Linked DNA regions of Zea mays: all the other regions are linked to region 3. A link is a contact called in public Hi-C data. All regions are on one chromosome and are shown on one strand. The core of a region is the stretch at or near the end of the contact, and the rest is flanking DNA. Distances in the headings are between cores, read along the strand shown.

Region 1 (5,474 bases), core at 536-3,035, 130 kb before region 3:
TCAACCATGAGGTGCGCTGGTAGTTTGTGGCCGCCATTGTGAACTTGGTAGTAAGCCGTTTCAAGTAATTATCACCGATCATGCTCCAGAGATCTGGCGAATCTTTAACCTTGTGGACAATGTAGTGAACATTGTTCATCATGAACAGATGCGAGAGAGCTGGATCCTTGTAGAGTGCCGCCTTGCCCTCCAGGTTGTGTTCAAGAACAACAATGATCCAGACAATGTGAGAGGCAAGCGGTAACTGGTTCTCAAGCTCAGGGAGCTCGAGGTCGGCCAAGGACGGCGCGAGCTCATTGCCCTCAGCAGAAAGACGAGCGCTAGCTGATGGACGTGATATGATCAGCTCGGAGAGCGTGACCTTGTAGTCGCAAATGAGGCTGCTATAGTTCATCACATACCGAGTGAGCGGGTGGATGGTACCGCCAGGCACCGCGGTCTTGGGCGGGTCGCGGAGCACGGCGTTCTCGAACTCCGAGAGTATCCCTCTCACGGCATCGGCGAGGCGAGACCGGATCTCAACGGCCTGCACGTATATGGACTCCGCGACCTTGGAGGCGGCGAAGATGTCGGAGACGTCGGGGAGGAGGTCCGAGAGCGCGTCGTGGAGGTCTATGATCTTGAAGAGCTTCTCAGGGGAGCGGCGACCGATGCTGATGGCCTCGGTGAAGCCGAAGAGCTGCAGCGCGGCGCCCTTGACGGCTTCGGCGAAAGGGATGTCGTGCGTGGCGGACGCTGAGGCGGCGGAGATGGTGGTGGTGGAGATAGGAAGGTCGTGGAAGATGTGGAAGCAGAGGCGGCGCTCGCTGGCAAAGACGCCGCGGACGGCGGCGCGGGCGGCGCGGATCCATCGGCGGATCTTGGCCTCGAGCGCGTCCCACTCGAGGCGCTGGACGTCGCCGATGCTGAGGCGCTCGACACCGAGCCGGCGCAGGGAGGCGTCGACGGCGGGCTTGCGGACGGAGGCGTACACCTGCGCGCACTCGCGGCCGTACCCGGCGGCGGCCATGCGGGACGCGATGGCGCGGAGGTCCGCGACGGCGTCGTCGGGTAGCAGGTCGATCTCGCGGATGCTCCGGAGCGAGCGGTAGGCGGTGCTGCGGCGGCCGATGGAGGAGGACACGGAGTCGTCCTCGTCAGCGGCGGGGAGGTCGGCGGAGGAGGCCGAGTTGGTGCGGTCACTGTTGATGGAGAGCGAGCTGAGGTCGGCGAGCGCCTCGATCTCGAGGTCGAGGGCGCGCGTCGACAGCACGTGGCGGAACTCGTCCTCGAGCCGCGCCATAGCGACCTGCACGGCGCCGCTCGCCGCCACCGAGGACGACGAGAGGCGGCGCGGGCTGCCGACTGCCGCGGGCGACGGCGGCGCGAGCCGACGCAGATCGTCGACGGCGCGGAGGAACCTGTCCGCCTCGGCCCGGTCCCCGCCGCCGTCGAACAGCATCGGCTCGTCCGCGCCGGCGCCCGCCGAGGATGAGTCCCACCGCATCACCACCCGCTCCGCCGCCTCCAGCTCCGCGGCCGATCCGTCCATGGCTCGGAAGCTGGGTTGACTCCTCACCTTCGCCACCTCCTCTTCCTCGATCCGAAGCTGGCCTGGCTGGCTCTGGCGCGGCGGCGCGAATCCGGGAAGCCGCACGTGTGGGCGCGCGCGTGTGATTGTGCGCGGTGGCGCACGGGGAAGGGGCCAGACGGGGAAGTGATATAGAAGTGGAGGCGACCGAGGAGGCGAAGCGAGCTGGCTCCACTCTGTGCTGCTGCTCAGCTCCGGTCGCGCGATACAGGCAAGCGCAAGCCTCCGTTCATTTCTGCGTGCTCGCGGTGATTGTGAACTTCTTTTTGTTTGGACTCGCGACGACCAGGAAGCGAGAGCTACGAACCCACGACATTTCCAATTTTTCCTTTTCTTTTATCCAAAAAATCTTACTTCTTTATATTATGTAGTAGCAAAGAAAATAGCTAATTGCTTATTAATTATGCAAATTGTTTCCGAAGAGAGGACATTAACAACCAGCGTCAAAGTTCCCCTCCGTGGTACTCACTCCATTTAAAAAAAAAAGAGACGCAATTCCAACCAAAAAAAAAACTAAGTCAAACAATTTATAATTATTTATATCAAAATACATTAATGAGTAATATACTAACTAAATATGATTTTATAGTATACCTATTTGAGTTATATATATATATAACTTTTTTTTATAAATTTACTTAAATTTAAGATTGTTTAACTTCAATCATATGTAAAATTATATATCTTTTAGGATAGAAGTAGAAGTACTACAATATAGATTATTATTGTTGACGCCTTTTTGGATCCATCACTAAACGAACTCTAGAGCGTGCGCGAGGCATACAGGACCATGGAGTTCTCTCTACGGGAGCGCGGGCCATCTGCAATAGGTAGTTAGATCGTCCACGACTTACGCAGAGAGCTCCGCTCCTCCTCTACAAGCGTGCAGACCGTCCGCGTGTAGATGGTGAAACGTCCGCGATGGCCCAAATCCCCAAAAGGCTCCGAGAAAACCAAGATCTCGCCTCTCAAGAGGGACCCCGTAAGGGAGGAGAGATCTTAGAGTTATTTTGGTGTCAGCAAACCACCCAAAGCTCCCTAGACGACGTAGAGACAAATAGAGGCAAATATTGGAGATAGGGAAACTACAACTAGGGCTAAAACTACTCCCAAAGCTAATGCATATGGTAAATAAGATAGATTAATATTTGGTTCGATTGTTGGATTATTCAATCGGCCGTATCCCTTAATATATAGAGAGGGAAGGTCATGACTTCTTTGAGCACTCTCCTAATCTCTCCACCATTGCCTCGCTCCACTTGTTGCGACTTCCTTGGGCACTCTCCTGATCACAAGGGGTATGGTGCCTCGACGTCTCCACCCATAGAGTCATTGTCTCCTGCCACGTCGTCTTCGACGAGTTTGACTTCCCCTTCTACGCTTCCTCTTCCACTGCCTCCTCCTTTAAGTATGACACCGTCCTTGAGGCTGACTCAGTGGTTCCTCGTCTTGCTCCCTCGCTTCTTGCACCCAGTGTTGGTTCGCCCCCCCCCATCGTGCCACACATAGCCCCAACATGTAACACCCCATCCACTCCCAGACCGGTGATACTTACTCCTCGCAGGTCTCTAGGATTATATATTGTCCCCACAGACCAACACGAGTCTTTTGTGCGCACTTTGTCCTCACTCATGCGCACCCGAGAAAGCTTCCCAGTCGGTTACCCATCCCAAATTGCTCCAAGGCAAGCACACTTAACTTGGAGGTTCTTTCGAGATAGGCTTCCGAAAAAGAAGATGCACCTTGTTGATATGAGTACTCTATTAATTCTATTAAACCTTGGGCCACGATATCACCATCCCCTAGGGCTAGGATATCACAATCCACCCCTTAGAAGACAGATGTCCTCGTCGGTCAACCCCAAGCCAGGAACCTCCCCTCTTGGCCACGTCTGTGTGTTTAGTGTCGTCATATGCCATGCCATGTGACCACTCCAGGCCCACATGCGCCATATACCCGAACCCCTAACCCACACACGCCCATGAAACCGCGAGGGTCGGCTCTGATACCACTTGTAACACCCCGTACACTCTCGGACCGGTGGTACTTACTCCTGGTAGCTCTCTAGGATCATATATTGTCCCCACATACCAACACTAGTCTTTTATACGCACTTTGTCATCACTCATGCGCACCCGAGAAAACTTCTCGGTCGGTCACTGTTGGGACCATGCTTCATCGCCGAAGGTCCTGCAGAAAGAGACAGCTTCGGCTGAAGCTGCTCGTACGTGACGTCGAAGGTACCATTCATGAAGCTTCTGCATTACAACATATCCGAAGATGAAGGGTCGAACCGACTTAAAGATAGAATGATCTTTTAGTCCATAAAGGTCTGAGTCAATGTTGTAAACTTTTATGAGGGGCATGATTATAATTCCTCACAGGCTGTGTCCTGTGCCTATAAATAGTGAACAGTATTCCTTTACTGTTCACGCATTCCTGTAATTGCAATCGCATCACTCGGAAATTATTCTTTGCCAAGGCAGAGGTATAAATGTATCTAATATTTGAATACATCAAGTTTATTTAATATATGAAAATGATGTTGTTTACTTATAATTTACTTGTCTTTAATGCTTTATATCTCGCATTATTTTATATAATCTTTGAGAGTTTAATTACGAAGATTCAACCTTCGTAATTGTCCCGTTATAACCTTCGTCCGAAGTTCATTAAATCCTCGAGGAAATAATGCTTCAGCGGACGAAGGACATTAACATTTAACATTTTATGTTGCCTTGTTCTTAATTCATAGCACTTGAGAACAAGTCCCCAACATTGGCGCCCACCTCCGGTGAACTCACTTCCACTTTTCTGAGCTGATGGCTTCGTTCAACATTCAAGCTGGAGCTGCTTCGGCTCCGAAGCTGGTACTCCCGATAACAGGCGGTTCATGTTCAGAGCCAGCCAACAAGAAGCAGAAGAAGGAAGCACAGAGAAGGGTACAGCATGTCGGGGTGCAAGGACCCTTCATCAAGTCAAGATGGTCTCACATTCCTATTACCTTCTCCCAAGAGGACCTTCAACTCAAGGATTACCCACACAACGATGCCATGGTTATCTCTTGTGTTATCAAAGGATTTCTGGTCCACAATGTTTTGGTTGATACAGGCAGTGCAACTGATATCATATTTGCTAAGGCCTTCAGACAGATGCAAGAGCCCGAAGATAAAATTCTTGATGCCACACATCCCCTCTGCGGTTTCGGAGGAAGGCAGATTGTAGCACTCGGCAAAATCTCAATATCAGTGGCCTTCGGATTCATCAACAACACAAGGACTGAACAAGTTATGTTTGATATTGTTGACATGGAGTACCCTTACAATGCAATCATTGGTCGTGGTACTCTTAATGCCTTCGAAGCAATTCTGCATCCAGCTTATCTTTGCATGAAGATACCTTCGGACCAAGGGCCCATTGCTATTCATGGAAGTCAAGAAGCTGCCAGAAGGGCCGAAGGAAATTGGACAGACTCAAAAGCAATCCATAATATAGATGGAACTGAAGCTTGTGAGCAATACAAGTTCAGAAGGGAAAAAGCTGCTTCGGCTGACCAGCCGAAACCCATGCTCTTATGTGAGGATATAGCAGAGCAGAAGGTGCTATTGGGATCTCAATTGTCCGAAGAGCAGGAGAAAACCTTGATAAGGTTTTTGTTCAACAATAAAGATGTTTTTGCTTGGTCAGCTAATGATCTTTGCAGAGTTAACAGGGATGTTATTGAGCACTCGCTCAATGTTGATCCATCCTTCAGACCCAGGAAGCAGAGGCTTCGGAAGATGTCTGATGACAAGGCCGAAGGTGCTCGGAATGAAGTGAAAAGACTCCTCAGTGCCAGAGTTATTAGAGAGGTAAAATACCCAGAATGGTTGGCTAACACTGGTATGGTGAAGAAGGCCAATGG
Region 2 (4,785 bases), core at 944-3,443, 220 kb before region 3:
GGCCAGAGGATTCTCGTTCCGAAGAAGGAAATGGGTTTCGAAGGATGGGAGCAACAGCAACGGGTGGATCAGGTTGGGGCTGCGAGAGAAAATGGCGCCAAGCAATGGCGCGCTTGTTGTTTCGGCTGCAAAACTGGCGGCAAAGTTGATTTCGGGAGTTCTGTCTTGGTTCCTACATGTGGGAAGTAAATAGGTTTAGATAGGAACCTGATAAATTTAGTAACATGATATAAGGAACTGTTGGGGCAGGTTTTTTGTTATTATTTCCCTAAACAAAAATATAGGATGGATTTTAGGTAACTAGTGCGGATGTTGTGAGGCACTCTCCGCCAATACTCCCCTTCAAAGGTATCGAAGTGAAGGACGGTTAGGGAAGCATCCAATCAATTCCATGAGAAAATGCAATCAACAACAAACAGATATACTGTGATGTGAGATGAGACATACTTTGTACAATCAACAAGTTGCATTTATTTATATTGACAACAAAATCTCACCTTTGATCATTATGGAACAACAATTCATATTTATGAAATACATCAAAGCTTTGTGTTGTTATACATTCGAAAGCTCTATCGGGAGAAGTTGTTATGTGTACGTGGTTATGGAATGACCCATCTCTATAGTGGTGGTACTTTTTACCTATTTATAGAATCAAACCAGTATACATTAATGTATGGAATTACAAGAACACTCTTTCTACTGTACGACAATTCTTATACAACAATAAGGACATGACATACGTGTATTTTCTTCTATCTAACTTGGTTTGCTTCTTTTCCCAAAGGCAACTTCAAATGCACTGGGACTCCATCTTTTCTTCGGCTACTCTTCTTAGCTTCATCGTGTTGAAACTGTTCTTCACTTTGCCTTATCGGCGACTAGCTTCGTAGATCAGGTTGCAACTCTAGCTTTACTCCTTGAGACTGTGTTCAGCAGATCGTGCATATGGTCATGCAAAACACTATTTTACAATGTAGAATGCACTTGTTTATATAGTGGGGTTTGAAATAGGAGTTAAGATGAGTAAGGCCGCTAGAGATAGCCTGATTTGAAGCTATTTCCTCCTTGTACTTGAACCAAGAGAGTTATTAGACGACCAATCTTTTAGTTGACTATATGAGACATGAAAATATCATAAATCCCATTATAAACTATATTATTAACCTTGCTCTTAGCATGACTGATGATGATTGGAACCTACCACATTATTACCTATCAGAAATGGAGGGGTGCAGCTTTGCAGCAGGTGATGGCTGTGAACAGATCGGAGCGTGCCATAACTCATAAGTAGTGGAAAACTGTGCAGCATTGGATCACTCATAGTGTACGCGGAGTGATTTTGATCATTATCCACCGTTGGAAGTAGGGATGACAATTTAACCCGTAGACCTGAAACTCGACGGGTACTCGACACGACCGATGCGGGTATAGATGAAGGTTTTGATCCGCGGGTGCGCCCGCAAACGACCTAAAGTTTCACGGGTGTGGGTTCCTATTCAACCCGTGAGTGACCCGCACTTGACCCAAAATTTTGTTCGTTCTTTATTTTGCGCAAAAATAATTAAGATACAATAGTAATTTTTTTGAATAAGTAACTTAGCTAATGATTTATGAAATATTTTGTGAGAAGGCTTGAAATCCGTAGTTATAACTCAATTATTGTTGATACGTAATTATTTATAGCTGAATTATTATCTAAAAGTGTACACCGGTAAAAACTGGTGGGTGACTCGAAACCGGACTGCTTCATATGCGGATTTAGAATTACACCGCACGTTTAATTGTGAGCAGATTTAGATAATGCGATCGTAAGCTGATTTTTACTCAACCAACCGACCGTTTGGTTCAGATATTTGTAACGTAATGGGTAAGTAATAACGTTAAATCATGTTTGTTTTAGTCCCACCGTAATCAGATATCATACTAAAAATTGATACCGGACTATTCAAACTTGTTACCGACAGTAATCGAATGTAAACCATTACCATTACCCTTTGCGTTACATTTCTTGAACCAAACAGCACCCAGGTCTGTTGCCGTTCCTTGGAAGAACTGGGTAATGCGTGCAAATCAACTACGGTACCAAGGCCCAAAAGGCCGAAAGCTCGAATAATCTGAGTCATGTCCGCGAGTAGCGAGGGCGCCCAATCAATGCTGCCTGTCAGCCGGTAGCCCAACATCTGGGCCGTCTTTTACAGCAGACCTGGGCGCTTGGGCCACAATCTGACCTCCGTATCATCGCACCGTGCAAGTGAGAATGACAAGCAGCAGAAGCAGAACATGAAAAAAACGGATTGGACAAGCACGACTCGCTTGGCTTCTGCCTTGCAGGCTTACTCTTTGCAGCGGGAGAAGCTCTGCACGATCGAGAGCCATGAACGGTTGAATTTAATCACGTGAAACCTTATCAGATCCTCCTATGCTCCCAGCATCCTAGTACGGTTTCAGGGTTTTGCAAAAGCACCTGCTATTCAACATCAAGACCAGCTGTTATTCTGTTTCAATGCACCAAACGTTTCAACCGGTGCCACCACAAAGGTACAGTTTACTGTCTACACTGTCGTGAAAGCAGAACTCTCATGGAATCACACTAGAAACACCATCCGTACAGTATGCAGTATAGAAAGTCGCTGAGAACCCATCCACAATCATCTGAGGCTGCTCTGGAGTTAATCGGTAGAGGGAATAAGAAACTTGAGGAAAGGTTCAGCCTTGGGAGCGATGGATCTCACGTCCTCAAATTTGGCCATTTCAAAATCCTCGTACTGGAAGCCAGGGGCACAGGTGCAGCCAACAAGGGAGTAATGCAGCTCAGGGTCCCTCTTCCGAGACTTGACAAGAACGCTGCCATCAGATGCGAACGACTCGACGTCTAGTGTGGGGAACGACCCAAACCACACGTTCGGTGGCACGGTATACTGGGGGCGCTGGCCTGCCTCAAGGTGTGGGCCAATGACAGTAAGGTCAATGTGACCGTCGTCGTGAAGCTCGAAGACCTAAGACAAACACAGACTAGCAGCATTAGATCAAGCATTGCCAACTATTATCTCCGTTCTCGAATATTTGTCGCCCGCTATTTCATTTCAAAACTGAAATACGACAAATAAAAAAAAACGGAGGGAGTAGTTGTCTAATTGCTTTAGGCATGGAGAATAAGCAAGAAGTGATGCTAACCGTGAGAGGCTCTCCCTTGTAGAAGTGCCAGGTTTCAGCACAGGGAATGCGGTGGAGACGGGAAACACTCCCTGCGGGAAGTAGGAAATAGATTGCGGTGCTAACAGCACGGTTTACCTTGTCTGCAGCATACATTAAGGGGATATTAGAGAGATAATATCAGCTTGACTTCATATCCATGTATGATCTAGTTTAGTACTCATTCGTTGTCTAGCATTGCACTCAAAAATTCAAATTAGTGGTCACAGATATTAGTGGAACAATAACTTGTCTCCATAGAAAAGATCCAACCACTCAGAAATACACTAATAAGCCCCGTTTGGATCCTTAGAATTGAATTCCATTCCAATAATATAGTAATTTACACACGTATCAATTAAGCTAATACAATTTTATGCAAAATATATTTGTATACTATTATTAGTAAGATGCCAGCGATATTTACGTGCTACATTTCTACTAATACATAAAATCATTTCTCATCCTTTACCTCATGAATTTAAGATGGACTTAATATCTGAACTTTAGAAAGTGGTGGAATGTCAAATCCCAAGCCAAATCTGTTACTTTATTAAGTAAATTTTAATTCCTCTAAAATGAATGGCTCCAAATGCCCCGCAAATAAAATCACCAACTACACATTTAGGTTGTCTGCAGCAAATCGTATAATATAGGGCAGAACAGAGAAGCAATAAATATTTTCCAAACTGATGGCAAATGTTCAGTATTCTTAAAATTTGCAGTGGTTTCAGATGGCGGCCATACCATCCTGCTTTGGTTGTTACAGACATCTCACTAACTGCATGTTCCATTACAAATCGTACAAGGTAACAAGGAGCTTCAGGTAGCAACTACTGATAAAGATTCATATCACACGTAGCCACTATAGTACTATAACTAAGAAGCATGCAAGGTCAATACATGGCAGACCTAGTGCTAGAGGCTCCCATATGAGGCTTTGTTCGGTTAGATCTCAATCCATGTGGATTGAGTGGAATTGGGTGGGTTTAAATCCCAAGCAAGTCAAAGTTCTTCTAATTTTTTTTCAATCCATGTATAATGGGAATAATCGAACAAGGCCTGAGTGGGGTCTGAGGAAGGGATAAATCGAGACAAGCCTGCCTCCCGTAAATATAGCAGGTGAGACTGTGAGATAACTCTGACCACTACACTAGACTTGCCCTTCAAGATCATGGTAATGCACAAGACCTACCCTTCAAGATCATTACCATGGACAATGACCAAATATTTCAGCTTGTCACAATCCACGAATCATGATAAATGCAAAATTGCGAAGGGGCTCACGGGTCACGGCGCAGTGGCAAGGCCACTGGTCGCAAGTGCTCCCGCCCAGGGTTCGAATCCTGGGTGACGCACCAAATTGCGGCCTGGTGCCCACCTCCCTGTGACGGTTGCTGTGGCATCCCATTGGGTGACGCTCGGCCCCGGCAGGTTTTGGTGGGCCCATCTTCTTAAATATATAAAGCTAGGGGAACGGCAGACCCCTAATTGAGTTTTTTATGATAAATGCAAAATTTACACTTGAAATTTCAATTCCAAAGGTATTTATTCAGCTAATGTTTGTATGCAGCCATTGTGGGGGACAGA
Region 3 (5,379 bases), core at 2,284-4,783:
ACGATTCCTCACTTTACACCATGTCATTGATACTACATCTGAAACATTAAAGATAACATTATTTGGCATCCTTGATAAGTATAATTTATCCATCTCTAGGATACGTGGTCAAGGATATGATGGAGCTTCAAATATGAGGGGTGAATTTAATGGGTTATAAAAATGATTTTAGATGAAAATACACATGGCTTTTATGTCCATTGCTTTTCTCATCGATTGCAATTAGTTATTGTTTCTGTTTCCAGTTGTTGCTCAACGATTCATGATTTATTTTAATATGTCTCTTTAATTGTGACAACAACAAGTGCCTCTTGCAAAAGAAGAGATGCAATAATTGAAAGTAGCTATAACAACATTTTGAGGCAATTGATTCCTTGGAAATTGAATCAGGTATAGGAAACATCAACAAACTAGTCTTTCTAGACCTAGGGACACTAGATGGGGTTTCCATCACATAACTCTTATTCGGTTGGAGTTAATGTGGGACTCAGTTACCGAGGTGCTTGAAATGGTCGACAAGGATATTTGTGGTCCTCTCCAGGTACGAGGTTGCTTGAGAAAATGGAGTCTTTGAGTTTGTTTTCATTATGAAGCTTATGTTAAAGTTGTTTGCTATTACAAGTGAGTTTTCTCATATCTTAGAAAGAAAAGATATAATATAGTTAATGCTATGGAGCTAGTACAAGATGTGAAACCCCAACTAGCCACATTGAGGGAGAGTGATTGGGATGAAGTGTTTGATGAGGGGTAAGATATATTGTGAGCAAAAGAATATTTCAGTGCCAAATATGATAGATGGCATGCCACTTAGAGGTCGCGCAAAGCGCCAAAATGAACCTACTACTTTCCTTCATCATTATCATGTTGGTATTTTCTTTGTGGTTCTTGATAAAATGTGAGTTGAGATGGATAATTGATTTGGGGAATCAAATATTGAGATGTTGACATGTTTCTCCTTTCTTGATCCATAGAATAACTTATCTAGGTTTGATATAGATAGCCGTGTTCGAGTTGCTTAGATTTATGATGTTGATTTCTCTACTAGTGACTTCGCACAAACCAGACAACAACTTCAGACTTATATTCTTCAAGTGAGAATGCATGCAACATTCTCTATTTGCACAGATATTACTAGTTTGGCTTCTAAAATGGTTGAGACAGATAAACATATGGTCTTTTATTGGTTTACAAACTTATTGAATTGGCATTAATATTATCGGTGTCCACAACATCTGTTGAAAGGGCATTTTTTGTGATGAAAATTATCAAGACTAATTTGTGAAACAAGATGACTGATGAGTGGTTCAATCATTTGATGGCGTGGTACATCGAGCGAAAAAATATTCAAAGAACTTGATGACTCTGTCATATTACGAAGGTTTCAAGGCATGAAGACTAGAAAGATGAATTTACCTCGTTCTCTACCTTCTTGAGGTATTCATCATGCTACTTTTTACTTTTTTTAGCACTAAATAATAGTTTGCTTGAATGTTAGTACTATGTATCTATTCTCTTCAAATTTACTAGCCTATATTGAATAGGGACTTTAGATGAAATTTAGAAATTTATAATGGTACGCAGGCTTCGGTGCTAGGCTGGCTCTGCCACTGCTCACAAGAGATGATTTGACTAAACTTTTTTTTCAGATACCCTTTGGGGCCATACACTAGCTCTGGTTTTAGGCTCCATATGGCAAAAGCCATGTTTATTTTTGTTACCAATGGTTGGAATTTTAGCTCTCGCCTTGGGAACTAGTTTGCACCTGGTCTGATACTTCTCTCCATTATCTGTAAAAAGATGGGACAAGAGCGAGATGAACGTTAAACTTTCTGTTTCTGTTGATGCCATTTGTAGTATTCCACTGATTTGCTAAAAGATTTTTGTACAATACTCCTCTTCTAAAAGATTGTTACGTTGGTTGTCTCCATATAATATAACTGCTTCTGAATTAGAACTTCGATGTGACTTTTTGCTCCTTGTTGCAAGCAAGATCATAGATCAGTTTAGAAACTATAGTCTTTTATATATACAGACACTCACGTATTGAATCAGTTACATACATGCAAAAGATTCAGAAGAACTGCGGACTTGATCGACAGCTCTCGGAGGGGGAGCAAAAAAAAAATTGCGAGAGGAATGCAAGACGCGCAGGCATACTCTCCTTGCAACCTAAACGAAGCCTCTAATCGACGTCTCCTTCCTGTGTCTCGGTCGCAGCCTGTCGTCGTCACTCCGTTTGTGCTTTGCCCCTGTACGGCTTGAGGATCTGGAACGAGCAGAGCAGGCTGGCGTCGACGTTCATCAGCGCGCCGGCGTTGTTGAACTCGCCGCAGTAGTTGGGCGCCGAGAATATGGTCACCAGCTGCCGGTCGGCGAAGAACTCGTAGCCGTCCTCCACGACCTGTTGTTGGCACAATGGCATTGCCAATTTGCCATGGCAAGAAATGAACTGTGAGTCGATCTGTCAGGCTGGTTGTGGAAGCACATGGGCAAGCAGGAGTGCAGGACACAGGAACAGGGAGGCTTGCCTGGTGGGCGCGGCAGACAAGGTCGAGGTCGTGCTTGTTTAAGAACTCGGTGACCTTGTCGGCGCCGAAGGTGAAGGAGACGCCGCGGTCGTTGTCGCCCCATCCGGAGCTGTCGCGGTCCGGGTCGGACCACAGGAGGTCGCAGAGGAGGCCCTGGTCGGGGACGTCGACGGGGCGCTGGATCTCCCTGATCCGGTTGAGGTTGTCCAGGTCCGGGGAGAGCCCGCCGTGCATGCATAGTATCTTGTCATCGATGACGGCGGCGACGGGCAGGCAGTTGAAGCAGTCGGTGAAGATCTTCCAGAGGCGGACGCTGAAGCGGCGCTTGCACTCGTCGTAGAAGCCGTAGATGCGGTTGATGGAGGCGCACTCGTGGTTGCCCCGGAGCAGGAAGAAGTTGTCCGGGTACCGGATCTTGTACGCCAGCAGCAGGCAGATGGTCTCGATGCTCTGCTTGCCGCGGTCCACGTAGTCGCCGAGGAAGAGATAGTTGGCCGTCGGCGGCAGGCCGCCGTACTCGAAGAGCCGCAGCAGGTCCGAGAACTGCCCGTGGATGTCACCTGCATGCGCGCAGATCAACGCACGCACATCTTATCATGTCAGCAATGGCATTGGCATCCATCGACGACTGACCAGCCGGCGAGCGGTCAACGCATGCTCACCGCAGACGTTGATGGGGGCCACCAGCTCGAGGAGGTTGGGCTGGGAGAGGAAGATCTCCTTGGCGGTGACGCAGAGGTGCCGGATCTCGGTCTCGGTCAGCTGCACCTTCTTCCCCGTCGCCTTGTGCTTCTTCCCGTCCAGCAACCGCCGTATGAGGTCCTCCACCGTTCCCCTGTCCATCGCGCGCGCACGTACCAACCGCCAGGCGCCAGCGACGAGCGAGCCTCTCGTCCTCCTTCGTCCAGGTCCAACCAGTAGGCAGGCAGCCTTGCCTTCTTGGCCGGGGCACAGGAGAGAGAAAGAGGGGGACGACGCCGACGAGCGATGGTGGTGGGCACGGACGTGAGGGGGCCAACGAGAGAAACCCGCGTGTCGGGTTGTGTTCCCTCGGTTTTCGTTCTATGCCGACCAAACGCTTGGCTTCCGACAACTTGCCAAATCGGGATGGGTGGCGACGGGAACAGCGGCTCCTTGGCCGCCGGCGGAGAAAGGAATCCATCAGAGATCAGACACCAGAGTGAAGCTCTGGGCCGAACCGAGTGCTAAGCCACTAGGCGAGTGGGTGACGGGCGGCGCTGCAGGCCAATGGAACCATCGGACGAGCGTCATGCGACACCATGACAGGCGACGGTCAGCTCTTGTCTACGCTGTACGTTTAGTACGATTGGGCAAGAGGGTGAGCGGATGATGGGTGCAAGCGTACGACACGTCTAGAAAGATTATGCGTAGGCATGAGTTGTTTAGTCACCGAATGCAGTTGAATCACTAGCCCACCAGACAACCAGGCTTGTTTTGTATTTTAGCCTTAATGCTAATTTATTTATGTATTTATATGTACATATGTATTATACACTATATATATTAATTTTTTAAACAAAAATATTGGGTTTTCAATTAAATACCTCTGAATTAAATTGTGTACACCCATGGCCCACACGCATCGTAGTGGATAAATACATATTTAGGGCTTGTTCGTTTTGGTGATAATCCACATGTACTGGGTTAGATTGAGCCGGTTTAAATCCATAATAAGTCAAAATTCATCCTAATCTCACTCAATACACTCCAATACACATGTAATATCAATAACCGAACAAAGCCTTAGTGTAAAATTGATTATAGTGCTAAGTTAATATTAAATTTGTCCATTAGAATTATCGTCTACGGATGGTTGCAATTTCACCTGAGAACGGTGTGTCCTATTCTATAAAAGTATAGGGGTTTTTTAGTAAATAGTCTGAGAAAATGTAGGAGCTATTCTCGACGAGGCCATGCCAAACGTGGGCCTTGGCGGGGCACGAGTGGTGTGACAAGCGACACAGGCCCGACGTAGCAATGGGAAAGCGCGGGCCTCGGCGCAGCAAGCAGTGCGGCCCTATTGCACCCAAGGCACACTTGGGCCTCGATTCGCCCCGGAGGTTCTTGTGTTCGGTGACTTGTTTGTGCTCATGATCTCTCTTCTGTTGATTTTTCCCATGTTCCTCCCTAGTGCTGTTCAGTTCGCACAATCATTTGCATTGACGGGCGTTATAAGGTAATGCCAATATCAATGGCGGTTTTAGAACTGACACGTGAAAATTCTTTATTTTGATTGACCTTTGACAGTGGTTAAGAGCATCTCCAAGAGACACTTTATTTTTGGCTCTCTATTTAACTCTCTAATTAATTTTTCATAATGGTTACACTCTATATGTAGCATTTCACTCCAACAGACTATCTATTTAGTTTTGCTAGTCATATGACTAGCCAAATTTAGCTAGTGAGAGAGCTAGTTTAGAGAGTCAGATAGCTTGGCGAGTCAAATAGCTAATTTGTTGGAAAGTTATTTTACTGTTGAATAGCCAAATTTTAGTTTGGCGAGTCATTTAGCTAGTCTCTTAGAGATGCTCTAAAAAACAACCATTATTTTATATCTGTTTTCTATTGTTAGTATGGACATATTATGTATTAGTGTTGTTCATAATTCATAGAAATTTCAAGTGTTTTAGATATGCAAACTATTAGAAAATCAGACAATTACTTATGATAAATATTAATATATGTCATTTTAAACAATAAATTTCGAAAGATGACTTTACAAGGGAGACCGATCAGAAATCAGATGCTAGAGTACGCGAGAGCAGTACATTATTTAAGGATGTCTCTGTTTCATGTGACTAAAGTTAATCAAGACATTGTAAAAACGGTA
Region 4 (5,182 bases), core at 2,467-4,966, 150 kb before region 3:
TTGTGGGGAGAAGTGTTGATTATGGGAAATAGGGGGAGTTTTTGAAATCTTTGATCAATCTCTTTTAGAATGACTCTCTTTATACTTCAACATGTGTGTTTGACTTGGAGATAGAGATTTGAATTTGATTTGCAAAAACAAACCAAGTGGTGGCAAAGGATGATCCATATATGCCAAAATTGAATCAAAACCAACTTGAGTTTTTATTTGAAGTGATTTTGCACTTGTTCTAGTTGCTTTATGTAGTGTTGGCATAAATCACCAAAAAGGGGGAGATTGAAAGGGAAATGTGCCCTTGGGCCATTTCTAAGTATTTTGGTGATTGAGTGCTTAAATGTAAATCAATGCCCATGGATGAACAAAGTGCAAATCTTCAACAAAGGTATGTTTCTAAGTCTTAGTACATTGGTTTTGTGTACTAATATAATTGTCTAAGTATTAGAAACAGAAAGAAGAAGAGAAGAGAAGACTTGGCTGTGTGCAGCCAAGGGGCTGTTTCGGTCTGGGGCACCGGACTGTCCGGTGGTGCACCGGACAGTGTCCGGTGGGGCACCGGACAGTGTCCGGTGCGCCAGGTTGCCTCGGCCGAAGAGGCCGCTCTCGGGTTTTTCTCCGGCGACTTCGGCTAAAATTCACCGGACTGTCCGGTGTGCACCGGACTGTCCGGTGAGCCAACGGTCGGCCGGGCCAACGGTCGGCCGCGCGATCGGCGCACGACACGAGGCCGAGCCAACGGTCGGAAGGAAGCACCGGACTGTCCGGTGTGCACCGGACTGTCCGGTGCGCCAGATCTGCAGTGGTCGGCAACGGTCAGCTGCGGCTGTTAAGGAAAGAAATCGGGCACCGGACAGTGTCCGGTGTGCACCGGACTGTCCGGTGCGCCCGACGACAGAAGGCAAGGATAGCCTTCCAGATGTGCTCTCAACGGCTCCTAGCTGCCTTGGGGCTATAAAAGGGACCCCTAGGCGCATGGAGGAGCACACCAAGCATTCCTTGAGCACTCTTGATCACTCACACATCAATCTCGCACACTTGTTCGACATTCTAGTGATTTGAGCTTCGTTCTAGTGTGCTAGTCTTTTGAGCTCAAGTCTGGGTCTTGTGTGTGCGTATTCGCTGTGATCTTTGTGTCGTGTGTGAGTTGCTAATCCCTCCCTTGCTCTGTGATTCTCTGTGAACATCTTTTGTAAGGGCGAGAGGCTCCAAGTTGTGGAGATTCCTCGCAAACGGGATTGAGAAAAGAAAAGCAAGAACACCGTGGTATTCAAGTTGATCATTGGATCACTTGAGAGGAGTTGAGTGCAACTCTCGTCCGTTGGGACGCCACAACGTGGAGTAGGCAAGTTTTGTACTTGGCCGAACCACGGGATAACCACCGTGTCATCTCTGTGATTGATTTCTTGTGGTTATTGTGTTTTGACTCCTCTCTAGCCACTTGGCCATAATTGTGCTAACACTTAACAAGTTTTTGTGGCTTAAGTTTTGAAGTTTTACAGGATCACCTATTCACCCCCCCCCCTCTAGGTGCTCTCAGGCTGAGCCCTGGGGTCGGGCGAGGCGGAGACCACCTTCCGAGGCCGAGGTTGAGGCCGAGCCCTGGGGTCGGGCGAGGCGGAGACCTCCTCCCGAGGCGGAGGCCTAAGGCCGGGCGAGGCGGAGCTTCCTGTTGCGCCTGAGGCTGAACTTGGTTGTTGTCAGCCTTGCCCGGGTGACTGGCACAGCAGTCGGAGCGGGGTGAGCGACGCTGTTTTCCTGCCAGGTCGGTCAGCGAAAGGGCGAAGTGACTGCGGTCACTTCGACCTTGCCAACTGAGGCGCGCGTGTCAGGGTAAGGTGTCAGGCGATCCTCGCATTGAATGCGCCTGCGATACGGTCGGTTGGAGAGGCGATTTGGCCAAGGTTGCTTCTCGACGAAGCCTGCCCGAGTTGGGCCTCGGGCGTGCCGAGGGTGCGCCCACTGCCTGGGGAGGCCCTCGGGCGAGACGTGAATTCGTCCGGGACTACTGTTCCCGCTCGAGGCCGGGCTCGGGCGAGGCGAGATCGCGTCCCTTGGCTAGACGAAGCCTTGACCTGAATCGTGCCCATCAGTCTCTGCAGCTTGTGCTGATGGTGGTTACCAGCCGTGTTTAGGACTGTTGGGGGTACCCCTAATTACGGTACCCGACACTATGACTTAGTCAATTGGATTACACTCTAATTATGTTTTTCTAAGTTATAAGAAGGTGCTCAACAAAGTCCAAGTTGATTGGAAGAAGAACAAAAGAAAAAAGACTTACGAGTTGTAGTCTCAGTGCACCAAACCCCCTGCTGAACTTGATCCGGTGCGCACCGGACCCCAACAGTGAATTGTACGGTCTTGAGAATTTGGTTAAAATTCATAGGACCATCCACAATTTTTTGTCCAGTGGTGCACATGACCTCATGGTTCAACGACTATATGGTAGGCAATGGTTGGCTAACGGCTAGCTGATGTGGCGCCCGGTCTGGTGCCACCTAGAGAAGGAAAGGAACAATCAGATCTCGAAGGCAGAGACTACAACAGAGGGTCTGGTGGCACACTGAACCGGTCCAGTGTGCCCACAGACAGAACTTTCCCAGTTTGTTTTCCAACGACTATGGGAGGCTTTGTGGCTAGAAATGGGCCCTCCCTCGACCTCAACCAGTGTACCTAAGCAACAAGGAAGTAGCAATAGTGCTTATAGTCATATTGTGTCCCTCTCTTGTGTATTCTCTATAGATTTAGTGTTAGTGTGTTCTAGCCAAACAGAGAGGCATAGTGTTGATGCAAGAGTGAGTTGTGGTCTTGAGCAAGTGTTAGTTTTGCATTAACCGGAGAACCATCAAGTTGTGATAGTCACAGTTCCACTGTACTGCAACAAACTCTGATATAGTGGAAGACTCATTTTTATCACACTAGTGATAAACCTGAGCAACCGGAGGAAGGAGTTGAACTAGACTCCAAGTCAGGTTGGCTAACTCCAACGTGGATGTAGGCAAGCATCCAAGCTTGGCCAAACCACGGGAAAAATCGTTGTGTCTTGTAATACCCAAAAGTGTAAATAATTAAAATAGAGTTAAATTCTTTATTTTGTGTGAGTCCTATTAGCACATGAGAACCCTCACACTTAAATTGAGCAATTAATTAGTGACACTTAAAGTAAATTGTGCATCATGCCGTTGTTTATTTGTTTGTGCATTCACTCATGAAGATAATGATAAAAGAAATATACAAATAGTAGAAGAGGCATTAAACCTAATTTTGGAAACCAAGAATTTGAGAAGAGAAGATCTTAATTATAAAGAATGAAGAGGAGGAAAATAATAATAATAATAATAATAATAATAATAATAATAATAATAATAATAATAATAATAATAATAATAATAATAATAATAATAAGTGTCCCTATTCACACTGAAGTCTTGTATAATTACATAAATTTAGGAATGAATTCCCAACCAAATTTGGGTTTGAATTTGAATTCCAAAAATGTGAGAAAAAGGAACCAGAAAAGAAAAAGAAAAATAAAATAGATGGGAAGATGGCCGTGTGGGCCGAATTCAACTCGACCGGTCCATTTACCCTAACACGCCACACAATCAACTCCCTCACTGCAGCGCCGTCAGGTGGGCCCTCAGCGTCGGCCACTCGCACACCCGCCTCCTTCGCAGTGTCCGCGCGCGGACTTACGGGCCCCACACGTCAGCCACGACGTCTCTGTTCTTCTTCCCCTCGCAACGGACTCGCTGGCGGGTGGACCCCTGCTGTCATCCGGTCAACCACCCCATACACTCGCGCGGTACCTGCTAGTGGGGCCCGCGCGTACAGCTCCACCTCGCCGTCAACCGCCGCGCGCAATGAACTCCGCGTGAATCGGGCACCGCTCCCCCCCCCGTCGCTAGTCTCGGGTAGATTTAAGGCGTCCGCAACCTTATTCTCTAACCCCTTAGCACTTCGTCGCCCTCTTCACCGGTCCGTGCGCGCCGTTCGCTCGACACCGTAGGGAGAGAGAGAGTGAATTGGGGCGCCATGTGGCCAACCGGGTGTCTGAGTCGCTGGTGATTCGGATCCGGGTCGGTGGGCATTGCGGGAGCTTGGTGGTGTTGCTCACGGGCGTGTCGAGGAGGATCGGACGTCAGGGCGACAGGAATTCCTCGTCGGAGCAAAGACCAAGCCATCCGTCCGCCTTACTCTGAGAACGTGCACAGCAACACCTACTTCGTGATGAGAACCTTTTCCCAAGAATCGCATTCATTCCCGCATCGTGTAGAACCTCGGGGTCAGGGAGTTCGTGCACTACAGCCGTAGTTGGCGTTGGCGTCGGTGGGGATTCGCCGTGGTTCAGGCAGCGCCACCGTCCTACTTGGGTGCGCAGAGAAGATGAAGGCGGAGCCGTGTGATCTAGAATCGATGGCCACGATTAGAAGCAGGTTAACGGTTCGGCCAACGACGCGATGGCCGTCCGATCGGGATCGTACTGGTCTGGGGCGTGTTCCACTGTTTTAAATCCGGACCGCAGATCCAGGATTGTGCGGTTAATAGGGCGTACCGATTCATTTGACAGTAGATCTAATCAGAGTCGTTCGCTCCAGATCTGACGGCTTATCAAACCTGTGTCCATTCAATGAAGGCGTTATGCGTATGAGCCCCTACTGAATTACAAAATAGAACCCAGCGTCCTATGCGACTATTCACTAAGTCTCGGGATACTTGCGCCGTAGCCCCTGTGCATCCTAGTAATTGACGCGTCGTCCAGGAAGTTAGAAAATCAGGGAAATAAATTTGGTAATGGATTTTTTAATATAAAAATAATGACTAGAATTTGTATAAATCATAGAAAATTCATATGAACCCCAAATTAATCTATTCCAGTTTCTAAAATTTTGTAATATTATTGTTTATCACCTAGTGTCTCTATTTTCACATGAAAACAGTAATAAACATTATTTCTTAGTTAATCATGTATCAAATACATAAAACCTTTGGAAATTTATAACTTAAAATCTATAACTCCAAAATTATTGATTCATGTTCCTATGATCTCATTTTAATGTCTAGATTATTATTATGTATTTTGTTTACATATTTGGTGTGATGTTAATTTCTCTTGTATACTGTGCTTGTTTGTATTGTGGCGAGTAGAAGAGCCTCTGGCTAAGGATCCTGGTGCCCAGCAGGTAGA

What was found. Hi-C and Micro-C count contacts between places; a contact is called where the count stands out from the background.
Region 1: a Hi-C map of ear shows a contact between it and region 3, with 6 times the contacts expected there. The contact joins the promoter of LOC100279383 here to the promoter of LOC100217163 in region 3. A contact is called at or near these places in 10 of 25 Hi-C or Micro-C datasets (bundle sheath, ear, endosperm and 3 more) and 1 of 3 datasets of contacts at active chromatin or transcription factors (leaf).
Region 2: a contact with region 3 is called in a Hi-C map of ear, with 2.7 times the contacts expected there. The contact joins the enhancer-like site here to the promoter of LOC100217163 in region 3. A contact is called at or near these places in 4 of 25 Hi-C or Micro-C datasets (ear, leaf, tassel and 1 more).
Region 4: a Hi-C map of leaf mesophyll shows a contact between it and region 3, with 2.4 times the contacts expected there. The contact joins the enhancer-like site here to the promoter of LOC100217163 in region 3. A contact is called at or near these places in 5 of 25 Hi-C or Micro-C datasets (ear, endosperm, leaf and 2 more).

The regions. Positions count from the first base shown.
Region 1 is chr1:213,380,838-213,386,311 of Zm-B73-REFERENCE-NAM-5.0, forward strand. It overlaps LOC100279383 (exocyst subunit exo70 family protein D1), which reads right to left and starts at 1,786. Exons shown (of 1, transcript NM_001152397.1): 1 at 1-1,786. The coding sequence starts at 1,531.
Region 2 is chr1:213,294,593-213,299,377 of Zm-B73-REFERENCE-NAM-5.0, forward strand. It overlaps LOC100382548, which reads right to left. Exons shown (of 3, transcript NM_001175282.2): 2 at 3,178-3,299; 3 at 2,477-2,999. The coding sequence ends at 2,673. Among protein-coding and RNA genes, the nearest start is that of LOC100382548, 15 kb to the right of the region's middle. Within about 2 kb of position 2,194, at least 19 of the 20 cell types and tissues checked have an H3K27ac peak or open chromatin away from gene starts, as enhancers often do. A contact at or near this core is called in ear, leaf and tassel, where this site is marked.
Region 3 is chr1:213,509,746-213,515,124 of Zm-B73-REFERENCE-NAM-5.0, forward strand. LOC100217163 reads right to left here and starts at 3,534. Exons shown (of 3, transcript NM_001143528.1): 1 at 3,191-3,534; 2 at 2,529-3,088; 3 at 2,000-2,401. The coding sequence starts at 3,371. The coding sequence ends at 2,228.
Region 4 is chr1:213,357,880-213,363,061 of Zm-B73-REFERENCE-NAM-5.0, forward strand. No RefSeq gene overlaps it. Among protein-coding and RNA genes, the nearest start is that of LOC100279383, 22 kb to the right of the region's middle. Within about 2 kb of position 3,717, at least 18 of the 20 cell types and tissues checked have an H3K27ac peak or open chromatin away from gene starts, as enhancers often do. A contact at or near this core is called in ear, leaf, leaf mesophyll and 1 more, where this site is marked.